2 separate regions of the Mus musculus genome follow, and region 1 is linked to region 2. A link is a contact called in public HiChIP or PLAC-seq data. All regions are on one chromosome and are shown on one strand. The core of a region is the stretch at or near the end of the contact, and the rest is flanking DNA. Distances in the headings are between cores, read along the strand shown.

Region 1 (7,062 bases), core at 2,064-4,563, 110 kb before region 2:
CCACAATGTTTTGCTATATACAAGAAAAGGAAAAGTCTGTTGACCCTTGTTCCCAAGAGAATGTGGTCGACAAAAATGCTATTGATAAATGTGTCAGAGGATATTTTAGGGCTAGGGACATGGCTCAGTCAGTAAATTACTTGCCTTGTACAATGAGGAGGACCTGAGTTCAAACTCCAGAACACATGTAAAAATGCTGGATGTAGTTGCAAGGCCAGCACTAGGGAGGTAGAAAAAGAAGGATCCCCGAGGTCGGACAGCCAGCCAGTCTACCCTACTCCGCAAACTCCAGGCCAGTGAAACCCCTGGCTCAAGGGTTACTGAAGACTGAATTTGAGCTTGTAGTCTGGCTTCCATATATACCCCTATATGCGCGTGTGCAAACACATACATCCACATTCACCTTAAAAACCAGCAGATAATTTTAAATGTCCATGCCATCTGTGCTCACCTTAAAGTCTATTTCTGGGTCCTTACAGCAGGAAACACAGTTTGCAATTAACACTATCAGTATCAATAAACTGCACACCGACAGGATCACAAACAAGGAGGGAACTTCTACAACAGGTACTTCCCCTGCAAAAAACAGAAATTATGTTAAAAACATGTAATTCTCAAGTCAACTTTAATTAACTGAACCAACATTCTGGATATGAATGGATCTGAGGACTCACAAAAAAATATTGTTCAAGCACTCTAGAAGAAGCCAAGCCCATTTTGTCTACCTTATAACTACAGTAGACTTCGAGAGGCACTGCAGAGACAGTTCCCAGCCATTCCACTGAGCTCCACCAATGCTCAGATCTTACATTGGCATGGTGCTTTCCCAATCTTAGGGCAAGACTGGTCCACAGGCTGAGCTGAGCCTCAGGCTACCCTTGAATTGCCTCCCCTCCAACTTCTGGCAGTTTCTCAGTCTTCCGGACACTTTTGGCGAGTGCTGATCCGTTATGTGTGGTACATCCTTTAACTTGGGTGGCCTGATGTTCCCAAGACTATGGAGTGATTACAGATACTTGGGAAGAATCTAGAAGAGAGATATTTAGGGAGAATCTCAAACAGTACAGGAGGAAACGCCACGGGTCCTGCATTTGTAGCACATCAGAGACACATGACTTGTTCCTGGTGGAGTGAACTCTGTCTTGTCACCATCAAGTCATCATGTGTTCCCTCTATGCCTTATGAGCAGATCCAAAGCCCAGTGCATTCCACTGATGAAGTTCTGAGAGGCCTGAATGAACTGCCAATAGAGACTAAGTTCTGTTTTAATAACCAAGGTCAATTTTTTTTTCAGACAAAAGATCTTCTCGGGAGTTCAAGGCCAGCCTGGTCTACAGAGTGAGTTCCAGGACAGCCAGGGCTACACATAGAAACCCTGTCTCGAAAAACCAAAAAAAAAAAAAAAAAAAAAAAAAAAAAAAAAAAACCCCACCTTCAAAGTCATTATTTTTTTAATAAGGCATTTTTTATTAGATATTTTTTTCATTTACATTTCAAATGCTATCCCCAAAGCCCACTATAAAGCAACCCTGATGCCCCATTCTTACCAGAGATGCTGAGGAGTGGGCTGAAGACTTCAGGGAACCTGTGTATCAGCCAAGGTTTGTCTAGAATCTAGTAAAGAGCTTGGGGGACAGCTCAGTGGTTAAAGACACCAGCTTCTCTTCCATAGGATCTGGGTTTGATTCCTAGGTCCTAATGGAGGCTCACATTCACCTGTAACTCCAGTTCCAGGAGAATCTTGAGGGCACTGCATTCACACAGTCTACACCCATACAAATAAAATATGTATATATTTTCCAATCAGGATTTCATTTCTGACCTGGAACTCACTATAAACCAACCAGATTAACTTCAAGCTCCCCAAAATATACACCAGCTACTGAGTGCCAAGACTAAAAGAATGTGCTGCCCTGCTCAGCTTTCCACCTTACTTTTTTTTGACACGTCTCTCTGAACCTGGATCCCACTGAGTTCTAGAATGGCTGTTCAGCAAGCCCAGTGATGTACCTGTTTCTGCCATGCCAGCACTAAGACTGCGTCTGGGTACCACTGCAGCTGGCATCTGTACACAGATGCTACGGGTCAAATCAGGTCCTCCATGCTCACTCAGGAAGCACTTCACTGACTGAGCCATCTCTCCATGCCCACCATATTTTAATTTTAATAACTCCACTTGGATGCATACAATAAAGATCAAATGTGACCCTAGAGAACTGTATAACCAAGTGCTTTCATATCCAATGTCAGATTTTACTGACTTTAAAACCATGGTTTGTCCATCACTTTTCCCCCATGTGTATGCATGTGCACATATGCTCCTGGAAGCCAGAGACCAATGTCAGCAATCTTGCTCAATCATTTTTACATTTTATCCTTTCATAGCAGAACTCTCAATCAAACCCAGAGCTCATTGATAGGACCAGTCACCCCTACTCCACCTCGAGTATTGCCAGCCCCACACCTGGTGTTCACATGGATTCAGGAGACCTGAACTCCAGGCTTCCTTCTTGAGTGACAAGTGCTTTAGTTGCTGAACCATCTTCCCAGGGCCCCCTCCCCTTTTTGTCTAGACAGGAACTTGCTATATAATCTAGGCTGACCTCAAGCTTTCAATTCTCTGTCCTCAGTTTAGAATTATAGATGTGTACCATTATATCCAGCTTGCCGCTACATTTTAACTTCTCTGAATGTCAAGGGCATAACACTTAAACCAAGTTGATTTAACTGGCAGCATTCTTTGCTTATAATGGTACAAAAGGAAAGGTATAGCTTATAATTGATTGTATCTGAGATTTGATAAAATGCAGCATTATTTCATCTGATTGGCACAACACCTGATGTAACTGGACCAGCTCCACATCACAGATAAGGAAAACTGATATTCCCAGAGCCTGTAGTGGGAAAGCAGCTCTGGTGGCCAGGTGTTAGGAACATTTCCCCACCCTCCCTAGACAACTCGGCTTTAAAGCCTTCCTGCGGTTAACTTTTTCATTCTTTTGTCTCAGTATATAGCCCTGGCTGGCCTGGAACCCACAGAGCTGCACCTGCCTCTGTGTGAGAATTAGGTATGTGCCACCACACCTGGCCCCATAGTTTACCATTTACACTCATGGGCAGCGTGGGCTTCTAAGCCCCTTCTCCAAACTCTACAAAGGTAATATCATTTCCTTTCCTGTCTTTTACTGTAATTGTTTGTTTAATTTTCAAGCACTAACCTATTTCTTATAAAAATGGATCACAGGGCTGCCTGAAGGCTGGCCCAATGATCTGATTCACAACTTGGTCTTCTGTGAGTCATTAGGCTGGCATGAGAAGACATACTCATGCTAACAATGAGTCCTGCCAAGCTCAGCCCTACCTTCTTATGTACTTTGTTTTGTTTTCCTCCTCTGGCCCTTTTGGGGTGTGTGTGTGTGTGTGTGTGTGTACATGTTCACAACGGCAGGTGCACAAATGTATGCCAGTGTACATACTTGAGTGCATATGGGAGGACAGTGTCAGGTGGTGGTGGTCCTCAGATCTCTCGCTGTTCTAGAACCTCACCATGTAGGCCAGGCTAGCTGGCTGAGGGTTGCAGGAACAGTCTCCAGCCCTGACTTGCCGTTCCTGGGACTACAGCGGTACACCGCTGTACATCGCTTGTTATGTAGAGTCTCGGGATTTCAGGCCTTCCTCCTTACACTAGTGAAGGAAAAACTCCTATAAAATGAGGAAATGAAGCCACAGACTGGAAGGTGAGCTGGGTTTGCTCAAACCACAGAAAGGAAGTAAATTCTAGAAGCAGGAACCACAACTGAAATCCCCAGCTCTGTGGTTAAACCAGAAAGCCAGACTCAGAAAGACTCCTGGCTGCAACTGTCGGGACACTATGAAGCCAGTTTCTCTTTAACAGGCTTTGCCTCCAGCATTCAGAAATGCATAAGACAAAGCAATCGTCTGCTACAGAAAAACATCCACAGTGACAGCCTGTCACCATGCCCTCAGACAGCTCCTCAGGCTCCACAGAGGAGGAGGAAGATAATGAGGGGCTTGGGTCACTTAATATGCTTCTCCCGAGACACAATTTAAAAACACCTGGCACCCCAAGAGCACATTCCACTGCATTTTGATTCCAGTTTTCAGAGCCCTCTAATAGCTATCTATCTAGTACTTGACTTACTAAGCAGAAAACTTGGGGAACTCTACGAGGTAGGTAGGTAGATGCTATTTGCTTTAGAGACAGGTAATTTGGAAAGGGTGGTAATTTCCCAGTAATGACTCATAGTGGGTCAGGAGCTGCTAGCTGCCTATTAATTTAGCCATTATAAATCCAGCCAATTATCTGAGCATGGTCCCCAGAACCTCCAATGAAACCTGTGTGCGTGTGTAATTAACTAGAGACTCGCCTGGTAAAAAGAAATTGATGACCAATGTTCAAATCCCTTGGGGCTCACACACCATTGATTCTCTCTCTGTGTCATTCCTCTTTGGTTCCCAGCTGACATATTTGTGTAAGGAGAATGTCCTCCCATTTGCCAGGTGGTTAACTGGTAGCTAGAGTTAAAGAAGGGCAGGCTAGATGCTGTGACAATGTCTGTTTACCACCCAGGAAGGGCATCAACAACAGTCAAACAAATTATCCCACCCAAGTCTAGCTTGAGGAACCAATGAGTGTCTTTAAAACAAACCAACCACAGTTGTCTATGCACAAACTGTGTGTGTGTATGTGTGGGGTGCACCTATGGAGGGCACAGAATAACTCCCTGGAGTAAGTTCTCCCCACCCTTCTGTGGGTCCTGTGATGGAACTGAGGTCACTGGGCTTCTGCAGCAAGCAACTTAGCTGCTGAGCCGTCTTGAAGGCCCTCATTGAGTTTCTTGTGGAAAAAGCCCACCCTGGCATGGGTGACTCCTCACAGGAGCTCTTCATCACCTTAAAACCCTAACAGGCACATTCAAGACCACACCTTGTAAGCCACATACACCCAGTCCAACACAAAAATCACAAGCTTAATTAAAATATTATGAGACCTAATTTTTTAAAGGATTTATTTATTATAAATAAGTATACTGTAGCTGTCTTCAGACACACCAGTAGAGGGCATCAGATCCCATTACAGATGGTTGTGAGCTACCATGTGGTTGCTGGGATTTGAACTCAGGACCTTCGGAAGAGCAGTTAGTGCTCTTACCCACTGAGCCATCTCTCCAGCCCGAGACCTAATTTTTTATTATGTATCTCTCTGGGTGGAGCTCTTCTGGGAGTTGGTTCTCTTCTTCCACTGTGGGTTCTACAGATCAAACTCAGACTGTAAGAGTTGTATGGCAAATGCCCTTACCTACTGAGCCATCTCACCAGCCTATATTAAAAGATTTCTTTTTTATAAGTTTATTTTGTTTGATTTTCTTTTTTGGTGGGCGGGGGTAACTCAATTGTACAGTTCTTAAGTGTAAGCTCTGTAGGTGACAATGTCTTATACTGTCACTAAATTGAGCACATGTGTGGGCTAGTACCTCTCAAGAGAGACCATGTGCAGCTAGGGTAAGAGGAGAACTGGTATCTGAGGTGAAAATCTACAAGCCTTCCTCCTCGTTCTCCAACAGAATAGTAACAGAGATTTTCTCCTTCTTCCCTTTCTTTTTTGAGACAGAGTCACTATATAGCCCTGACTATCTTAGAACTAGCTATGTAGACCAGGATGGCTTTGAACTTAAGAGAGATTTGCATGTGCAGGGATTAAAGCAGTGAGCCACCAAGCCTGACTTGTAATTATTCTTAATGATGCTACACTGTTCCCACATGCCAGCAGGTGCTCTGCAGAAGTCTGCTCTCCAGCCTTCTGCCAAGACTCCAGCAGCCTCCGATTGCTGTTTTCTGCTATGTTTCAGGCTCACCTTTTAAATAGTTGCTGCTTCAGACCTCTGGCAAATCAGCTCTACAAGAGCCAATTGCCTGTTTATTTAAGACTGCAGCCTAAGAACTAGACATGTAACTCAATAATGCCATGCTAGCCTGTGCTGGCTTAGCATGTATGAGTCCCTGGATTTGTGGTGGTGGTAGCAGTAATGATGATGCCCAGCCCTGGGCAGCTGACCTGCTTATTACTCATTCATTACAGGCATTACAACTACTCTGTTACTACTTTGTACCACTGTTGGTTTCAGAGTGGTCCTTCCACAATGTGGGTCCTGGGCCCTGCACTCAGGATGTCAGGGTTGATAATACACCCCCTTATATATTCTTAAACTAGAGTTTTAGTCTGCTAGGACTAGAGCAACAAAGAATCACAAGCTGGGTGGCTGGAACAGTCAGAAAGCATTACTTCCCAAGTTCCAAGCTCAAGACCCAAGACCAAGGTGTTGGCAGGACAGTCAAGGCCTCATCCTGCACCCTCAGGCTCCTACAGCCTCGTCCTGCACCCTCAGGCTGCTACGGCCTCGTCCTGCATCCTCAGACTCCTACGGCCTCGTCCTGCACCCTCAGACTCCTACGGCCTCGTCCTGCATCCTCAGACTCCTACGGCCTCGTCCTGCACCCTCAGACTCTATCACCTTTGCAGTCCAGCTTCTTGCTGAGCTTCCCTTGTTCTTCATTTGGGGGCCATGGGGTCCTCCCTCTAACCACACCAATCTTCTTTTACTACCTTACACTTACCTACCAGGAACCTAAAACTGACAACCACCCCAGCCCACAACCCCTTGCCATCAGTAGGAACCATCCCTAGAGTCTCAAGTGAGGATCTGCCTTTGGACACCGATTGCATTTCCTCATCACAGAACTGATCACACAATCTTTAATGCCCCTAGCTAAATGGGGCCAGGGATTAGTCTTACCTATAATCTACCACTGATTCCCCGGGTCCTAGTAAAAAGACTGTCTAAAAAATAATGAGGTGCATGGCTCTTGAGATGGACCTCTGGTCTCCAAATACAAGCATACATGTATACCTGCAAAGATATGCACACTCATGCTTGTGAGCATGCACGCACACACCACACAAATGCAAGGGGAGGAGGTCTCAGAGGATACTTCTACAAGGGGATAACTTTTACTGAAATAAAATCCCACAGACTGAGGGCC
Region 2 (6,363 bases), core at 103-2,602:
CTGAGCGCCTGTGCCCCCATGCCTAGAGAACCTATAGATTTTCAAAATAGTTCTTTCTGTATCAAAATGAAAATGAAGCACGTATGGGAAACACTTGTCGATTTGCATGCTTACATAGTTCTGTGTAGCAACTACAGTTTAGTGTTGCGTAAACGACTGCTCACGAATCCAATTTCAAGCAAAAACCTACCCCGTATCTCTTCTGTAACGGCTAGGGTATAGGATTACCTCACAAACACTTTAGAAGACAGATGAAATCTGAATCGACAGGATATTTTCCACTAGGCCTGTTGATTTATTCACTGAGAAGACTATAGATTTACAGGTTTTCACTTGTTCCAAGAAAATCAGCTTTGTTGGTGATAGGGTAGATTAAAAAAAAAAGGATTGATTTATTTTATACGTATATGTGTGCTTGCATGAATTTATGTGTGCCACATTTGAGCAAGTGCCCACAGAGGCCAAAAGAGGCATCAGATGCCCTGCAGCTGGAGTTATTGGCCATTATGAGCTGGAACTAAATCCAGGTCCTTAGTGAAAGCAGCCAGTGCTCTTAATTGTAGAACCATCTCTCCAGTTCTGTGGCAAGGTAAATTTGGACATTTTTGCTTTTGCTTATAGTCCATTGCTTATAATTGATGTAAGTAAAAGTGCTATATATTCGAGGTTGACCTTGACTTATGATCCTCCTGCCTCCACCACACCAGGGCGTGCCAGCCACACCCAGTTTATGTGGTGCTGAAGGGGAGAAGCAATTTCAACAAGTTGTCCTCTGACCTTCATACACGTGCCAGGACATCCCCCTCCCTGGAGGACAAATAAATAAATGTAAAACAACAACAACAACAACAACAACAACAACAACAACAAAACCAAAAACCAACCAACAACAGATGTAAACTGGCTACCTTCAAGAAAAATGTGTTCCCCTAAACGTTTTTTCACACTTAAAAAATACCGTATCCATGACGCCTTTAATGCCAGCACCCAGGAGGCTGAGGCATGAGGATCTCTGTGAGTTAGAGGCCAACCTGGTGTACATAGTGAACCCCTATCCAAACAAACAAACAAACAAACAAACAAAAGAAAAGAAACAACACCCCCCCCACCCCAATCCATTGTTACATTTCTCTTGAAATTCGTGGTCTTCGCCTTTAGCCATGACAGCCAGCTGAGAGCTGATATAATTGAAAACACTCCAGCCCAATAAACACGAGGGAACTGGTTCCACACGGACCTATCAGAGAGGGACTGGGCACTGCAGGTTTTTCTTCTGGGTCAGTTTCGAGCTCTTCCGGGCCGCCGGCTAGCGAGGCGGAAGTGCGGTGTTCCCTAAGGCTGCTGCCTCGGAGCGGGCGGAGGGGAGCCTCCCGAAACGGGGGCCGGGCCGGGATGGCGGCAGCCGCGGCCGGGCCGGGTGCTTGGGCGGCCCAGGAGAAGCAGTTCCCGCCAGCGCTGCTGAGCTTCTTCATCTACAACCCCCGTTTCGGGCCGCGCGAGGGAGAGGTAAGCCGAAGGGGCCGCGAGCCTGCTCCGTGCCCGGCCCCTGATGCCGCAGCCCGTCCTGGCAACGGAGGTCCCAGGTTAATCCCTCCGCCCGGCTTGAAAGTCTTTCCCATCGCGTCAGGTCTGGGCAATTAAGATCGAACTTGACTCCTCTCTTGGAATCTTCGATTGCAAAGGTGGAGCCAGATTGGTAGGACAGAGCTCCCAAAAGAGGGAAAATGAAACAAAACTAAAAACTTGGAGGCGCTTCACAAAGTTAATTTTTTCTTTTTTCTTGTTTTCCCCAAAATTGATGTTTTGTTTTCTGGAAATGTTACTGTTACTTTATTTTTCCTTCCGGCTAACTAAAATCTCATTGTGTTTTAACACATTTCTATCCACTAAACTGTTTGGTTGATATCTATGCTGGTTCCAGCTTGTGGCTAATGTCATTAATGTAGCAATAAAGATTTATGTGCAAGCATTTCTGTGATGGTAGGAGTTAAGAGTGCTTTAGGTGTATATTCAGGTATCATAGTCGAACTCTAGTAGAATCATTCTATCTAGGGTAAACATTAGAATGAAATAGTTTTTCACTGTGTCTAGGATAAACGTTGGAAAAAAATGGAACGCTTCACGAATTTGAGTGTCATCCTTGCACAGGGGCCATGCTAATCTCTGTATCATTCCAATTTTAGTATATGTGCTGCCGAAGGGAGCACCCAAAATCGAAGTTATAAGCGTTTTTTTTTACTCCGAGTTGACAGTGGCAACTTCCTCAAAACATGCCTAGAACTGTGTTTTGTTGCAAGCAGATCAAAGCCCTATTTAGGGGCTGGTGAGATGGCTCAGTGGGTAAGAGCACCCGACTGCTCTTCTGAAGGTCCGAAGTTCAAATCCCAGCAACCACATGGTGGCTCACAACCACCCGTAATGAGATCTGATGCCCTCTTCTGGTGTGTCTGAAGACAGCTACAGTGTACTTACATATAATAAATAAATAAATAAATAAATAAATAAATAAGTACTTACATATAATAAATAAATAAATAAATAAATAAATAAATCTTAAAAAAAAAAAGCCCTATTTAGAGGCTGTCAGCCCAAGTGCTCCCGAACCAACTTGGTGCAATTGTGGATCCTGTATTCTTGTACACGCGCACACCTGCATCTTCCTTGTGAGGGTTTCTGACACATGGGAAGAAATCTGAGACTTTCATCTTGTCCTACTGATGAGATGTGATTTGGTGAATATCACAATTACCTCTTACACTGATGGCTTGCAGTAGTTACAAAATCACAATGAATTTTGTTTTTTGGAGGTGCTTTTTGTTTTTTGTTTTTTCCCATCAATACAGGGTTTCTCTGTGTAGCCCTGGCTGTCCTGGAACTCACTCTGTAGACCAGGCTGGCCTCCAACTCAGAGACTCTCCTATCTCTGCCTCCAGAGTGCTGGGATTCGTGACGTGTGCCACCAGACCCAACCATTCCTGGTTTTCTAAAGACATTTTTAGGTGTTGTCCTTAGCCTCTATGATCGGAGAGTTGGATGTTAAACTCAACACTTTCAGAGTTAAGATGAATAAATCCTGACATTAATGCTGTGTTTCTGTTTTCTTTCTGTGTTAGGAAGAAAATAAAATTCTGTTTTACCATCCAAATGAAGTAGAAAAGAATGAAAAAATTAGAAATGTTGGATTATGTGAAGCAATTGTACAGTTTACAAGGTAATAGTTTACATATATTTTTTGTTTGTAAAGACTGGTGAATTCTTTCAATTTACACCATATTTAAACCATGTTTTTAAAACTTTTTTCCCACTAGGACTTTTAGCCCATCGAAACCTGCAAAATCTTTACACACACAGAAGAACAGACAGTTCTTCAATGAACCAGAAGAAAATTTCTGGATGGTTATGGTATTTATATACTCAGTAACAGTTCACAGTAACAGCTCTGGGGCTCTTATTCTTAGGAAACACTGAAATTGGTTGCAATTTCAAAATCAAAATGGTTATTAAGATTGGGGCTAAATTTTAAGAAACGTTCTGGCCAGGCAATGGTGATGCATACCTTTGATTCCAGCACTCAGGAGGCAGAGGTAAGTGGATCTCTATGACTTCCAGGCCAGCCTGGTCTGCAGAGCCAACTCCAGGACAGCCAGGGGTAGACTGAGAAACCCTGTTTCAAAAAAAAAAAACAAACCAAACCAAACCAAACAAACAGGAAGAAAGAAAGAAAAAAAACTTTATGCCTACAAATGGAGCTCAATAGTAGAACGCCTGCCTGGGTTTTTGAATAGACACCACAAACAAAAGAAATTTTATGTCTAGTATAACACGTTCAATAATTTTTGGGTATTTATGTGTGATAGAGGGGATGGAAATGACGATTGTGTGCCTTATGTATGGCAACCTTGAATGCCATTCCTCAGGAGTCCATCTGGATTTCTGAGCAAGATATCTCACAGAAGTCTGAGAGAGCCAATTATGGTTGCCTAGTTGGTCAGCAAGCTCCAGGAATCCATGTCTCTGACTCCCTAATGCTAGGATTGTGCTACCATACCCACATTTGTTTGTTTGTTTGTTGGCAGGATCTCACTGTATAGCCCTGGCTGGCCTGGAACTCTCTTTGTAGATCCACCTATTTCTGTCTCCTGGGTGCTAGAAATCTAATTCAAGCCCTTGTGTCATCTCCCAGTCCTCCTGATAATTTATTTATCTATATTTTTTGTTTTTATTTTATTTATTTGTTTTGGCTGGGGGCTTGGGGGGATGTGGAAGGCAACTTGAGAGCGTTCTCTACTCCCACCGTGTTGATCCTAGGTATTGAACTCCAGGTCATCAGCCTGGCAGACAGACGAAAGCCTTTACCTGAGGAGCCATCTTTCTTTTTGTTTGTTTTGTTTTGTGAGATAATGTTTCTCTGTGTAGTCCTGGCAGTCCTGGAATTCTCCCTGTAGACCAGGCAGGCCTTAAACTCAGATCTTTCTGCCAATTGCTGGGATCACATGTGTGCATCTGGCTGGCACTTGTTTATATATTTTATTGCTAGAGTTAGAACCCAAGCACGGCTGGGCAAACATTCTACTATTGAGCGATATTCCCAGTCCTACCCAGATTTTTAAAATTAAAAGAAGGTTTAAAACATCCGGTCACATCATTATTAATTTCTGTTTATCAAACTTCATAGGTTGTTCGGAATCCTATCATCGAGAAGCAAAGTAAAGATGGCAAGGCGGTAGTGGAGTACCAAGAGGAGGAGCTGTTGGTAATGTGCAGTTTCTTATCCTGTGCTCTTAGGATGCTCCTGGAGATGTCACATAACATGCATTTAACCTAAGTAGCTTTAGGAGCCTTCTTGGGCTTCATAGAAAGGTTTTATGTTTATTGCTTACTTTCACATAATCCTCTAAAAATACTTCAGTGCCTGTCTTATTGATACCTTCCACTGGTCACCTGTGTATAATATAAAGCCCTTCTAAAAGAGGCTTATTGGTTTGTAAATTTGAATTTAAATACCTGTGATTTCAGCGTACAGCTACCGTAGGACCAAGTTTATAGTAATCATGAGCCTTGGCCAAGAGTGGTCCTGTTGCTGTGCCTGGGGCCCGGTGAGATGCCTGCTGTTTTCTTGTTTGTAGGACAAGGTGTACAGCTCAGTGCTGCAGCAGTGCTACAGCATGTACAAGGTAAGCCTGCGCTCTGCTCTGCCTGTGCCTCACTGCGAGGGCCTCAGAGGGCATGTGTTACACGTGTATTCTTTTTAAACATCTTTTATTTTATTTTTTTGAAGTTAAAATATAATTACATTGTTTCCTCCTTCTCTTTTGACCTTCCGCATCCTCCCATGTACCCCTCCCCCATTCTCTCATGGCCTCTTTTTAAAAATCATATGTATGTTTGTATGTATGTATGAATCTACATGTGTGTATATATACCTAACTGTATATAACCTGCTCAGTCCATATGACGTTCCGTGTATGTCTGAGTTGACCACTTGGTACTGAATAACCCTTGGTAGGAGAAGGTTATGCATCCCCTCTCCACATTTCTTGTTTTCCCGTAGTCTTTAATCTAGGGCTGAGCCCCAAGAGATTTCTCTCTTCCATGTCAACATGTCTCTTCGTGTGGTCCGTGTTCAGGTCTAGTTTGGGCAACCGTGTTGATGAGATTTCACGGATAGAGCTTCTCTGACATTTGTAGGAGATGCAGTCTCACAGCAAACTCCCTGTTCCTCTGGCCCCTAGACTCTTCCTTTCCTCTTCCTCCTCCTCCTCCTCTTCTTCCTCCTCTTCCTCCTCTTCCTCCTCCTCCTCCTCTTCCTCTTCCTCCTCTTCCGCTGTGATCTTGAGCCTTGGGTACAGGAACTGTGTTGTAGTTACATCAGTTGTATCACAGAATCATTTCTTTTCTGCATTTTGATCAGCCATGGTTTTCTGTAATGGTCTCCATCTCTTGCAAGGAGATGTTTCTTTGCTGAGGGTGAGACCCTATATTTAATCTGGTACACACTGGTAAAAGACATGCAGGATCTGACTGGGCTGGCTTCTCTTTAAAATTAGGGTCTGCCGGGCGGTGGTGGCGCACGCCTTTAATCCCAGCACTCGGGAGGCAGAGGCAGGCGGATTTCTGAGTTCGAGGCCAGCCTGGTCTACAAAGTGAGTTCCAGGACAGCCAGGGACTACACAGAGAAACCCTGTCTCAAAAAAAAAAAAAAAAAAAAAAAAAACTAAAATTAGGGTCTGTCCACTTCATCTGAGGATAAGTTCGGGAATGTTTACAAACAATTTTGTTCTGTTTTGCTTTGTGAGACAAGATTTCTCTCCATAGCCCAGGCTGGTCTCAAACTCACAGTCACCGAGCCTCAGCACCCCAAGT

What was found. HiChIP or PLAC-seq counts read pairs in DNA pulled down with a chosen protein or histone mark.
Region 1: a contact with region 2 is called in an H3K4me3 HiChIP or PLAC-seq map of bone marrow-derived macrophages, with 2.4 times the contacts expected there. The contact joins the enhancer-like site here to the promoter of Ccz1 in region 2. A contact is called at or near these places in 2 of 39 promoter capture datasets (3T3-L1-derived adipocytes and maxillary cranial neural crest), 4 of 115 datasets of contacts at active chromatin or transcription factors (the 230-238 cell line, bone marrow-derived macrophages, forebrain and 1 more) and 3 of 9 other capture datasets (adipose tissue, liver and pancreatic islet).

Annotation. Positions count from the first base shown.
Region 1 is chr5:144,122,867-144,129,928 of GRCm38.p6, reverse strand. It overlaps Lmtk2 (lemur tyrosine kinase 2), which reads right to left. Exons shown (of 14, transcript NM_001081109.2): 2 at 452-576. Among named protein-coding and RNA genes, the nearest start is that of Lmtk2, 26 kb to the right of the region's middle. Within about 2 kb of position 3,313, at least 104 of the 459 cell types and tissues checked have an H3K27ac peak or open chromatin away from gene starts, as enhancers often do. A contact at or near this core is called in the 230-238 cell line, bone marrow-derived macrophages and memory CD8 T cells, where this site is marked.
Region 2 is chr5:144,009,842-144,016,204 of GRCm38.p6, reverse strand. It overlaps Ccz1 (CCZ1 vacuolar protein trafficking and biogenesis associated), which reads left to right and starts at 1,352. Exons shown (of 15, transcript NM_177682.3): 1 at 1,352-1,506; 2 at 3,114-3,211; 3 at 3,309-3,402; 4 at 4,676-4,753; 5 at 5,127-5,174. The coding sequence starts at 1,393. Gm24311 (a small nuclear RNA gene) reads right to left here and starts at 2,207; the gene lies at 2,104-2,207. Gm33427 (a long non-coding RNA gene) reads right to left here and starts at 1,046. Exons shown (of 2, transcript XR_377194.2): 1 at 229-1,046.